Linked DNA regions of Rattus norvegicus: region 1 is linked to region 2. The links are chromatin contacts, called in public Hi-C maps. All regions are on one chromosome and are shown on one strand. Each heading gives the region's core, a stretch centred on a gene start, on an enhancer-like site or on the middle of the called end of the contact. The rest is flanking DNA. Distances are from core to core; before and after follow the strand shown.

Region 1 (6,675 bases), core at 170-2,669, 610 kb after region 2:
TCAAACACCGATGCTTATTCTTAAATGTGTTTTCCTATGGAGTATCTGACCTTGACTTCATGGGTTTGGACAGATTAAGATTATTATTCATAAATGTATTGGTTTTCACACCAGAAGACAGTTTCTGTAGGTTATTCCTTTAATATTCTCTGTGTGTGAGAAAAGGAGATCATATTTAACATATAATTTTGCTGGACGGTACTAAGAACAAACTGCTGGCAAGGACTTACAAAATCATTGTTAGTTTCATGTACCCTGATTTTGGAAGCCAATTTATTTATAAGTGATGCCAACTTTGATGCTCAGAGCTGCATGTGTAAGTAGTGTGTTTGTTTCAGGTATAGGCATGCTACTGTTGCCTGAGGCAATCTTATCTGCTCCCTGATTGTATAAATCAGCCTTGTAGCACAGCCAGACTCATTTACTTCTGGACTGTCACTGGGATCATGAGGAACTGTAACAAGGCTGTTATGCCCTTCAAAGCATTAATAAGCACACATTGCATGTTCTTTCTGAGTGGAACTTTGTTGTAGCTACAATGTTTAGTGTATGGCCAGAACACAGAATATGTAGAAGGTCTCTTCCCCACATCCCCCCATTTTTTTTGGTAAAAGTAAGTGAAAAGATTTTAGCTCTTTAAAGTAGTCCAGTCCCTTGTTTTCCTAAGGGATAGGTCCTACACCACCATAGCTAGCATTATCTGCTGGTTCTCTTAGGTTACACTTAATATCATTTGTATGTCATACAATATCATGCATTTAGATCACTTATATGATATGATCATCCTGTAGTGTTTAGAGAAAACCCATAAGAGAAAGATCTGCTCCAGGTCAGGATAGGTGCATCATCCCAAGGCCTGGGTGCAGAATGCAGATGCAAGTACTGGGTACTTTCTTCTCATTGTATGACATATTCATATTGGTCAGTGTTTCTTACTAGCAGCTTCCCTTACCTGAATGTTATAGTATGCATTTTATTATCTTTAACCTTTTGCCAATGGCCTCTTGTATTGGTTTGTCTTTGTGCAGAGTTGATGAGGACCTTAGGTGACAGTTGGTGGCTGTTTGCATTTGACTCTTGCAGTGCCATTCTTGCTCCCTTCCCCCTTCTTGCTCATGTTCATGGTTTCCTCAGAATGAAGTTTTTCGTTTTGTTAATGGAGTATATGTCAACCTGACAACTACATCTCATTTTTCTTTCCCTGTTTTTCAACCCCAGGATGGCACCTTATTTGATGGTCGACCCATAGAGTCTCTGTCCCTGATAGATGCTGTCATGCCCGATGTCGTCCAAACAAGACAACAAGCCTACAGAGACAAGCTTGCACAGCAACATGCAGCCGCTGCTGCAGCTGCTGCCGCAGCCACTAACCAGCAAGGCTCTGCGAAAAATGGAGAGAACACAGCCAATGGGGAGGAGAATGGAGCACACACCATCGCAAGTGAGCAGAGAATGCTTGGAGATGGTCAGCACACACTGCTCTACTGTAGTGCCCACCCTTAGAAGCTACACTGATAACCGGTGTTTGCCTCTACCCCAACTGGCATCAACACACTTCAGATTACAGACCTAAGATTCCAAAAGCTAAATGAACTGAATGTTCGTTCCTTTTTAAATGTTTCTGAAGCCTTTTTCTACTCTTAAGTGCATTTTGCATCTGCATTTGATTTCTAAGTAAAATTTATAATAGTCTCTGTTACAAACATCCAACAAGGCTCTGACATTGAGGAATAAAGATGACTCGTGCTGTATGAATGATAGCAGCAACCCCTACTGGCAGAACTCAGAATAGTATTGTTACAGACTTTAATTCAGCCTTGCTGAGGTATAACCTTTTTTCCCCCTTTCTTTTTACCATTTCACATACACATTCCGGGATACTCACACTTTTAAAACTAGCACGTCATACTTGCCAGACATGTGCTTCCCTTCTGACAGAACTGCTACTTTTCACGATGCAGATAATCACACGGACATGATGGAGGTGGACGGGGATGTGGAAATCCCTCCCAATAAAGCGGTTGTGCTTCGGGGCCATGAATCGGAAGTTTTCATCTGTGCCTGGAACCCTGTTAGTGATCTCCTGGCATCAGGGTAGGTTTTTCAAAGAGCTTTCTAGTTGTTGAGCATTTTGTTTGGTTTTAGACAGGATTTGCTGTTTAACTTGACGTGTTGACCCACCTGTGTCCTGGGCTTTACCATGCCCAGCACTATCGTGGTATTTAAGAATACCTCACCAAATAGGCTGCTACATGTTTTTGTTAATATATTTCACTTTATAGTCACTTCTGTTGATTGCTTATGATCATCTTGCCTTGGTAGATTAGTATTTCTTGTGAAGTTGTTACTTAGTAGAAGCTCTAAAATATAAAATAAGAAAAATATTAAAATGTTTGTGTCCAGTAGTCTACTTCTTATTCATGCTAAATGTGTGGCTTAGATTGTGGAATGCTTGCTCATATGAGGACTTGAGCTGATATTTTGACTCTGAAGGTCTGGAGACTCCACTGCAAGAATATGGAACCTCAGTGAGAACAGCACAAGTGGCCCCACACAGCTGGTGCTTAGACACTGCATACGGGAAGGAGGGCAGGACGTTCCCAGTAACAAGGATGTCACCTCTCTAGATTGGAATGTGAGTGTTCTTTTCTTGCATAGGTGGTCTGTGAATGAAGACATTTGAGGACTCGACATACTATAATCTGGAGATTAGGTCCCAATTTTAGCTTCAACCTGGCTCCATATTCCTAAAATCCTAATCAAAATTTAAAAATAAATTGAAGGCTTTACTTTTTACCTCTTATAAAAAGCATCCTCAGAGTATCATTTTTATGTTGTCCTTCCTGGTCTATACCTGCTGCATCCTCACTCATGGTCCTCTGTGAAAATGTTCTGCGGAGGAACTGCAGTCCTGCTCCACAGTGCTGCCTGCCAGTGCTCATCCTTGGGTGGGCTGTCTGAGGACACTGGCTTCATCTGCGAGCAGGGTTTTGCCAGCCTTTGTTGGCACTCACACAGAGATCTGGGTCTTTTGTGCCCAGAACTTCAACAGGCACTGTGTGTGTAGTAATTAAATGGCCTTTTGGATTGTGTAATAAACAAAATGTATTTCTCTGCCAGAGTGAAGGTACACTTCTAGCAACTGGGTCATATGACGGATTTGCCAGAATATGGACTAAAGATGGTATGAATTTTTCTAACTTTATTGATGTTCTAAGTTATAAAGTTTAAAGTAATTTTAAAGTTTTTTGTTGTTGTTGTTGTTGTTTGTTCTTTTTTAATTTAGGTAATCTTGCCAGCACCTTGGGGCAGCATAAAGGTCCTATATTTGCATTAAAATGGAATAAGAAAGGAAATTTCATCCTAAGTGCTGGTGTAGACAAGGTAAATGAACATTCAAGTCAAGTTCTATCAAGAATATATTTGAAAGTAATTTTTTCTTTCCTGCTAATAACTTAAGCAGACTTCAGTTCATTCAAATAAGAAGTGGTAACAGTAATAGAAATTTTTCTTATATTGTCTGCTTATTTTCCGAAACTACTATCTTATCTTTCATTGATATGACCATGCCTCATTTTTGCTAGGATTTGTACCTGGTGAAGCATTAGAACTAAGCACTTTGTGCTTCCCAGTCCATCTCAGTGGCAACGGCTCCTTCCACCCAGCAGAGAACAGACTGTTAATCTGTTAATCTGCTGGGGGAGGGGACAGAAACTGCCTTCGACTCATATTTTCAGTGAGCAGTTCTAAAAGAGAGCTGAAGGAATGTGCAAAAGCAGGGGAGGGGAGAGCCAGCCCCTGTCACTTTCATAGGCAGTCTCACAGCCTGCTTTAAGTGGTACTATAATGTAAGACGTTCTTTTCGGGTGGGGGGGGGGTGTCAATGCGAAGTTCACGTCAGTGTGAGGTTCAAGAAAAGAAATCTGTTAGTGGTAGTTTTAGTATAACAAGAATTTAGTTCCTTATATCTCCAGAGCTGGCAAAACTCATTAAAATGCACCATTGCAGTGATATCCATTAGGTAATCTAATACAATGCAGACACCTTGTTGACAAACAATAATTATTATTGGAAATAAGTTGGCAAGAATCCCCGCAGAAAAGTTAAGCTGCGTCATGATGCTTTCCTCTGAGCTGAGTGTAGGTGGCCTTGTGTTGTGAGGAATAGAAATATTGATGGTGGAGTTCACTACACAGTGTCCTTCTGCCTTAGTCAGGCGTCCATTCTGCCACTCACGCACCCTTTAATTTTTCTTCTCCTTCTAATCTCAGACCACCATCATTTGGGATGCGCATACTGGAGAAGCCAAGCAGCAGTTTCCTTTCCATTCAGGTAAATCTTGATGACACATGGCAGCTGACATGCTCTTCAGAATTCACTCAGGGCCTAGAGTGTCAGACAGCGTTCTTGGTGCCGGCTCTCTCGGGAGGCATTTCATAGCTTTTAAACTGTTCCTTCTTAGAGGGTCAGCAGGGCTTTTTGTGAAATGTGCCATAGAGTACTGAGCCTACGTAATTAGAGTGATGATGCAGAGTCGGACGGTGTAGTGAGGGTGGCTCTGCAGAGTTGGAAGGTCTGGCTGTAAATGGACTTTCTGCACGTGATAAGCTCTCAGATCACTTAACCTTTGTAGCTTCATTTTCACTATATGTAAACGAGGGCTCTTGACAGCTATTTATTGCAAGGACAAGAAAATGCCTTGGAATAAATTAAACTATTATAGGCTCACATATCACCATCTTGTGCATTTTAGATTGATTTGTCTAGGTCAGCCCTCTTTTGTTTGTGAAGTAAAAGATGGGTATTCTTGATGTCTTTTGTGGGTTTCCTCTTGTGTGATGTAGTACTCTGGGCTTGTAGCTCAGTGCCCTCATTGCCTTCATCCTGGCACCACTGTGTCAGAGAGGGCAGGGAGGAACAACATCCTGCTGTGTATACCAGGCTGTTTCCGGCTCAGAACGCTTCTCCTTCCGTTTCCTCAGCCTCCTGAGTATGGGAGTGTAGGCGAGCATCATCGGTGAATTTCTTGATGGCAGGAAAGACTGCCAGGGTAATGGTTTTAGCGCTGTCTGATAATAGCTGCTGCTTTGAGACTTGCTCTGAGGAGTCCCACCGTGACTGAGGAGGCTGTGGTTATCATCCTCATGTCGTTGGGAATGAGCAGGCATGTACCAAAAGGCAGAAGTGAGACCAAGCAAAACACTCGGGGTAGGATCTGAGTAGAGTGGTTTGCAGACTTTGTGGTATGCCCTAAATACTTAACTCTATCAGGGTGGCCACACTAAAGCACTCCCTGTTTACCTGTTCTGCTTCTATTTTATTTATTTATTATATATTATGATTACACTGTCGCTGTCTTCAGACACACCAGAAGAGGGCATCAGATCTCATTTCAGATGGTTGTGAGCCACCATGTGGTTGCGGGGTTTGAACTCAGGACCTCGGGAAGAGAAGTCGGTGTTCTTAACCACTGAGCCATCTCTCCAGCCCCCTTGTTCTGCTTCTAAATCAGCCTGGCTTCTAGTTCTTCCCCTGCCAGAGTTTTCCATGGTCTCTGGCTAGTTCTGCATGTTTCGTCATACTTCTTGGTAGTGATAGAAACTTAAAGGAGTTGGGAGATGGCACAAATGCTTAGGCACAGTAAAAAGAATGACAACCATTTGAGGTGTTTCTCAGTGTGTTCTCTCAGACTTCAAACCAGAGCTTGCTGAGGGATAGTCTAAGCTTCTGTCTGGCCAACGCTGCTCGATATATGCATGTGTACATCACGAGATACTGGGCTAAGAGATATGACACTCTTTCAGATGGGAACCAAAAGACAAGGAAACAAGAACCTGAGAGAAAGGAGTTAGTTAGGGAAGAGAGAGAGTAGGAGGGAACTGAAATGCTTTAAAATAAGAAGTTGTACTTTAACAGAGTTCTGCTGAGGAATAGTTGACATATGGACGGAATGTATTTATCTTGAAGTGATTACACATGTAAATACCATTGAAACCATCACACTGAAGATACAGGCACATCTGTTACCACCAGGCCCCTCTCACCGGCTGTGAGAGGTCTCATTCTCCAGGCAATGACAGTAGTCACCACAGATACAGATTGGTTTACGATGTACGTACAGAATCACAGGTACATTTTACTTGGAGGACTGTGACCTCTCTTTCACTCTGCATGAATATTCTTCTGTGTTGTAACAGATACTTATTCAGTATTTCTTTTGCTAGCAAGGTCTCTTTGGGTGGCCTATATAATGTGTTTGCCCACTATTGAATAAATTAATGTTTTCTGTTTGGTCTTATTACAGATAAACAACTATAAACATTCAAAAGTCTTTAAATGAGCATGCAGTTTTATTTCTTAGAATACCAAGTAGTAAAATAACTGCATTGCTCAAAACTGAAATTGTTTTCTAAAGCAATTTCGTCTCACCAGCCATAGAGCAGCATCATCAGTTCTCTGCATCCTTTCCAGGCCGTAGTGGATGATCCCATTTTTAATTGTAGCCAATTTGATTATTTTGTGATGGCATCTTACTGTGGTTCTAATTTGACTATTTTCCTAAGGAACTAGAATGTGTACGGGGAGGGGCACAGGTGTATATGGAGGCCAAAAGTTCGGTATCGGGTGGTCAGGAGTCTTCCTTGATCACTGTGCACATTAGTTTTTGAGGCAGGG
Region 2 (6,491 bases), core at 2,360-4,859:
TTTCCAGTCATTTTTTAACTTGTTCTCTTAGCTTCTCGAAAATTGTGTGCAAATGTATAGAGTCTGGCGTGGCCATCTTTTGTAGCCAAACAAGATTTCCAGTAGTAGGCCTAGGTTGCATTTGGTTAAGTGGTTGGCCAAAGGGATCCTTTGAAGATCTCTAACAACCTAGACTGATGCTCAGACAAAGAAACGCTCTCTGAAAACTGACAGTTGGGCCGCACTGCTGAGGACAACATCTACACAGCTCATTGAACATAGAGAGGTTGAGCTGGTACCTGAATTGAACCTTTATTACTACATTCTGGTGACATTGGTATGTAAAGGCACTCTTCACACTAGGGAAAGAGAAACCTGGATACCAACCCAGTTAGAAAACCCTCATTCGACAATTTGTCCTGCCAGGAAGATATGCTGGGACAATGGTGATACAGAACTTATTACAGTGGTCAAGCAATGTCTGATTTAACTTGAAGCCTATACCTAGAGAGGGAGTCCATGACTTACACTGCCTGGATGGGTCAGAAGCTGGATGTCCAAGAGAACTAACACAACTGGTTAATAACCAAACAAACAAGTGCAATGTAATGATTTCTAATGATGTTCTGCTATATTCAAAGGTCAGTGTCTTGTCCACTCATCATCAGAGAGGCATCTTGTGGCAGGAGATAGAAACAAGTGAAGAGATCCACAGCTGGAAATTATGCAGAGTCTGAATTGGAGATCTCCATTTCATGCCTCCCTGTGGAGCTTGGGGAACACCTTCAAAGAAGGGCAGGGGCAGGAGATTGTAGGAGTCAGAAGGGATGGAGGACATTAGGAAAACATGACCCACTGAATCAACTAAGCAGGGCTTATACAAGCTCACAGAGACTGAAACAGCAAGCACAGTGCCCACATGGGTCTGTACCAGGTCCATTGTGTATATGTTATGGTTGTTAGCTTTTTTTTTTTAGTATTTTTGTGGGACTTCTAACAATAGGAGCATGGGTGTCTCCTCACTCTACTGCCTGCTCTTGGGACTCTTTTCTTCCTATTGGGATCTTGTCCAGCCTCAATATAAGGACTTTTGCCTTGTCTTAATGTATTTGTTTTGTCATATTTGGTTGTTGTTATTGTTTTGAGGTTTCTTTGTTGTTGCTGTTTTATTGTTTTGGGGTTGTTTTGTTTTGTTTGTTTTTGTCTATTGTTTGTTTATTTGTTTTTATTTTTGTTTTGTTTTGTTTTTGTGGAGGCCACTCTTTTCTGAGAGGAAATAGAAGGGGAATGGATCTAAGGGAGAAAGTAAGTTGGGGGAAGCTGGGAGGGTAACTGTGATTGAGATGTAATGTATGAGAGAAGGATCTGTTTTCAATAAATAAAGGAGTGAAGGAAGGAGAGAGACAGAGAAAGAGAGACTAGCTCCTTTAATATATGATGTTGGAAGAACTGGTTATCCACATGCAAAAGAATACAGATAAGGTACTATGTATGAAAATCAACTCAAAATGAACTAAAGACTAAAATGTAAGCCCTAATATCATGGTGCTACTAGAAAATCAACAATAGATGAGTGCATTATAATTTTAGTCTGGGTGAGGACTTTTTTTTTCTTTTTTTTTTTAGGTAAAAATCTCAGGAGCATCCACAACAAAACCAAATCTGGACAAATGAGAGTATATCAAACTAAAGAATTTTATGAAACAAAGGAAACAATCACCCAAGTGTGCAGACCAGCCAGCCTGCTGAATAGAAGAAAATATGTGTAGCTATATGCTGTAAAGCTTTACATGACTGGGTCAGAGACACAGACATATGCATGGAAAAGCTGGGATTTAGGAGGTTGTGCTTGTTCCAGTGCACCAATTGTAAGAGCAACCTGAAAATGTAACACATTTATTTTACACATCTGTATCAAAAAATAAAATTTGCAGACTATAAATCTAAAAGGGGATAATTAATATTCAGAAGGTATAAATATCTCGAAAAGCTATACTAACAAATAAGTGAAAATGAACAGAAATTGCATTGTGACCACACTCACCACACTCTTCCTAATTCTTTCCATATCCACCCCATTCTCACCTATGTGCCTTTTTTCCCCTAAACCCATCAAATCCAATTTGTACTCCTCACACACTCTTAGTGTGTCACCATCCACTGAAGCATAATCTACCTACCAAAGTCTAAGTCTTCAAATAAATCTGATTCTCCCTCTCCCAAGATGCTATAACTTGCTAATGTCTCCTCATTAGGGGTAGGACTTCATGCTTCCTTCCCCTCTCCATGGTAAGATATTGTCTGAGTTGGCCTTTTGCAGGTTATGAGGAAGCTGGCATAACCAGTGTGAGTTCATACTGTCCTGTCATATCCATAAAAACCCATTTTGTTTTAATCTGCACCACCTCTGCCTCCTATAATCTTTCTACTACCATCCTTTCCACAATAATTTTTGAGAGGAAGAAGTGTAATATAGACGCTCCTTTTAGTGGGGTTGAGCATTCCACAGTCTCTCATTCTCTGCATTGTGGCCTTTTGTGTATTTCTGCATTAATTTTTCACCTAATGCAAAATTAAGCTTCTCTGGTGAGCACCCACTATATTTCTTCATGTTCTATGATTCAAATATGTATAGTCTTCAGCAATGGGTCCTTATTGTCAAGGTAAGTCTGAAGAATAACCAAGAATATTAACAACAACTTATGAAATTGGGGGACCTATGGGACCATATTAGCCAACAAATCCAAAAGTAGTAAGCCATTTCTGGTACTGGGATTTTTATTTGTTAATCGGTACTGTTGAGAAAGGGCATTGTTGCCCTTCTCTAGGGTACCCACAGCTTAATTATTTTTCCAATGTCTTTCTGTTTCTTTTTTTTCACATCTTAACCTTCCTTTAGAAAAAAATTACTTGTTTTGTTAATACACAGAAGTCTGCATGGAGATACCCAGTGGAAACTGGGGTATAACTGTTCAGAATCTCACAAAATAATATGGTTTATCTCAGTGCAAACATCAAGAGTCACTGATGGCTTAAATAGACATTCCTGTGTGGGAAAGGATCACCCCAATGCTCAAAAATGGTCTCAGCTTTGGAACGTGCATGATGCCAGTAAATCTTAAAGTTCTATGTGAACTTAACTTTATGAAAAATAATTAACTACCTGAAAAAAATAAATAAAAACACAAAGGGTTTACTTCTATACAGCTACTCAAATGCCCACATCTTATTTCCAATGCCCTTTCCTGGACTCACAGTTTTTAGGCTCATGCAATTTTAGAGCTAGATTCATGCAAAGCAACCTTATACTCTGATTCACTCTGTCAAAAAGCCAATTTATTCATGTAAAACTGGAGGCATGCTTGGTCCAGGAGCTAGGCCAACTGTCTGCACATCCCTTCTGGTAGGTAGAACTATACAGGAAATCAAATTCCGGATCAGAAGGCTTCCTGAGGATTTTAGAAATAGAACAAAGGGGGAGATGTTATCAGGTTTTAGCAACCTGATCGACTTCCCTTCTCCAGTCTACCTCCCCACTTTTAGGCACACCCTTTTGTTTAGTATGTCACAGCATGCAAAAGGAAGTAGGTTCAAAGAAAATAGGAATCTGTCACCCATATAATTTCACTTAATCTGAAACAATTAAGTGCAACAGAAAACACTACAGGTCTCTCTCATTTCCAACATGCATTCCTGATAGAATCCTCATACTTTTTGAAGATTAGAGAACAGCTTTTTTTTTAGCAATGATTATGCAAATTTGCTTCTGAAGTTGACTATGACTATGATGTAATTTGAATGCTTCTGGCTTAATTTCAAAGACAGAGGTATTCTGTGTCTCCAAGCTCCATGAACTCATTCTGCTTGGGAATTCCCAGAAATCTCACATCAGTCATGACATTCTCTCTAGGTAGGGGCTCATTTATATTTGACAGGCTATACTAAATACATGGTGTATGAAGCAACTGAATAAAATAAATATATGTATGATAACATCAACAAAATTCCTTAGCTTGGGATCTTCTTAGATTATTTCCTTGTGTTTGCCTCCTTAGAATAAGACATCAAAGCACAGAAACACCTTCAGCTAGCAAGGTCTATTTGGTGATTCACATGAAATGTCCCCCCATAACCTCGCATGTTTGGACAGTGGGTCTCCAGCTAGTGGTGCTGTTTGGGAAAAACACAACTTTTAGGAGGAGAAGCCTTGTTGGTTTAAGTGACCCTTGAGGTTTTCTGTCTTAGCTTTACTTTCTGTTCACTGTCAGCTCCTGTAAATTCAATGTAACCAGCCACCTTCTGGTTGGCCTATCACTTGGGTAGACTGTTTGCCTTCAAGCTATATGCCAAAATATACAAATAAACCCTTTCTTCTCTAAGTTTCTGGTTGTCAAATGTTTGATCACAGAATGGAGATAAAAAATCTCTCTCTCCCTTTCTCTCTCACTGATTTCCATTCTCACTTAGAATCCTATTCAAAGCTAAGAGCCATGAATTCCTTATAGTATGCAGTTGGCACATGACCACAGCAGAAATCTCATCCTCTGTTGGCAAGTTTTCTACCACTGAAGCTATTTTCACAGTGATGTTAAGGGTAAAGGAAATGGGAAAAAAGAAAGGATATGGGAGTAAGAGAGTAGACAGAAGGAGTGAACTTTGTCCTGTGTTTTCGTTTTGAAGGACCATGTGAGATACAGAGTTTTTCTAAGTGTTGAATACAAGATGTCAAATTTAAGGACCAGGTCTGAGGCACTGGTTAGCACAGATCAAATAAGGCAGTCCCCAAGCAGGCTGTCAGTGTTCCACAGCTAAGCAACAGAGATGCAGGGAACCAAAATGAGTCTAAAGTCAGGATAGGCAAAGAGATGACAGAAAAAGTATACTGTCCCACCAGAAGTTGGGGACAGGGCAGTCAGTAAGTACAGTTAATGAGTCTTGGCTTCCTTTTTAAGAACTGAAATGTGAAAAAAGTTAAGCTAGTATTTGGGATACCAGTGTAAAGCAATGTGAGGGCTAATCATACCAGAAAGTCCAGTGAGCAGAAACTGATGCTTCCTGACTAAGCACACAAAGTCTGGCTCTCTTTTCATCCACTTGCCTCAGTAGAGACTTCTCAAAAGTTAGCAGGAAGGACTGTGGGTGACTCGTTATCCTCACAGCTCTTGAACAATTATATCTCCCTGCAAGTGGTGAACAGGAAATAGGATGTATAAGAGTCTAGGATTTGGAAAAACTTCACCTAGGCTTGGCAGGACTCCTTAGTGGTAGAATCTCCCAGGATTCTGTTCTGCATTACTTTAACATTAAATGGAAGCCTCCAACAGACTATGTTCTGTGTTTTTAAAACATGCTGGAGTTTGCCAAGTGTTTAATTTATATTTTGGACAAAATGGTAGCATCAAAATTGATGGTTTTTTTTTTTAGTAAATACTAATTAAAGATGTGCAAGAGAGAAGATTTGCATTTATATGATACCAAAAGAAATTACCTTCTAAGGACAAACACAAATGTTATAAAGGATCTTTTCCATTACATTGTTAGGATCCTTATGCTGTGGCTGTTCACCATAGCTCAGTGCTTCTGTATTAGGACCCCGCAGTGGATGGAGGCAGTATTTATTAGCAACATGAGTTGCTACCAGCTAAACAACACTGGGATCAAATATGACTCAAGCGATTTTTAACACTGGTTAATGTAAAGCCCAACCATCTCTGTTTTTGAAGAAACTCCTTTTGTTTGTTTGTTTTTTGTTTGTTTGTTTGTTTTTCAAGACCAGGGGCTAAATTCCAACTCCAGAAAGAAAACTACAAAGTCCACTTGTGCAAACTTCTACAAAACTGGATCAGCATTTCAGCTCTGGAAAAAAGTCATCCTTTTGTCTGTTTTCTTATGCAAAGCCAGTGACTCCAAACAAAACTCTGAATTCTTAACAGTTCCTATTCCGTTAAGGCCTCAGATAGTTATCATTGATGTTAGTGCACTCAGGCTGCTATTACAAAATATCCTCCAATATACCCTTTATAAACAACACATATTCTTTTCTCACAGTGCTAGAGTCTGGCAAGTTTAAGTTCAAAGTGACTACAGATTCGGTGTCTATTGACAGCCTGTTCATCATTGATGACAACCACTATCCTGACTTAGTAGACACTGTGAACAAACTCCCTCAGACCTCTTCCAAGGGCTGAAGTCCAAGCATAATTGTGACCTTATTAAACTTTTAAAGGCCCCATTTCCCAACACTACTGTATGGGAAATGAAGTCTCAATGTATATCAGAAATTAAGGGCATAAAGATTCAGTCCATACCCAGTATTGCTGATTCACACTTTTTTTTTTATTTTTTTTTAATTAACTTGAGTATTTCTTACATACATTTCGAGTGTTATTCCCTTTCCCGGTTTCCGGGCAAACATCCCCCTCCCCCCTCCCCTTCCTTATGGGTGTTCCCCTCCCAACCCATCCCCCATTGCCACCCTCCCCCCAACAGTCTAGTTCACTGGGGGTTCAGTC

The links. A called contact is a pair of places that touch in the nucleus more often than the background predicts.
Region 1: a contact with region 2 is called in a Hi-C map of frontal cortex, with 2.1 times the contacts expected there. The contact joins two enhancer-like sites. A contact is called at or near these places in 2 of 12 Hi-C or Micro-C datasets (the A7r5 cell line and frontal cortex).

What each region holds. Positions count from the first base shown.
Region 1 is chr2:106,831,367-106,838,041 of GRCr8, forward strand. Tbl1xr1 (TBL1X/Y related 1) reads left to right here. Exons shown (of 16, transcript NM_001108941.1): 5 at 1,219-1,441; 6 at 1,962-2,094; 7 at 2,494-2,635; 8 at 3,121-3,184; 9 at 3,287-3,384; 10 at 4,272-4,332. Among named protein-coding and RNA genes, the nearest start is that of Tbl1xr1, 100 kb to the left of the region's middle. Within about 2 kb of position 1,420, at least 9 of the 93 cell types and tissues checked have an H3K27ac peak or open chromatin away from gene starts, as enhancers often do.
Region 2 is chr2:106,222,007-106,228,497 of GRCr8, forward strand. No RefSeq gene overlaps it. Among named protein-coding and RNA genes, the nearest start is that of Tbl1xr1, 510 kb to the right of the region's middle. Within about 2 kb of position 3,610, at least 4 of the 93 cell types and tissues checked have an H3K27ac peak or open chromatin away from gene starts, as enhancers often do.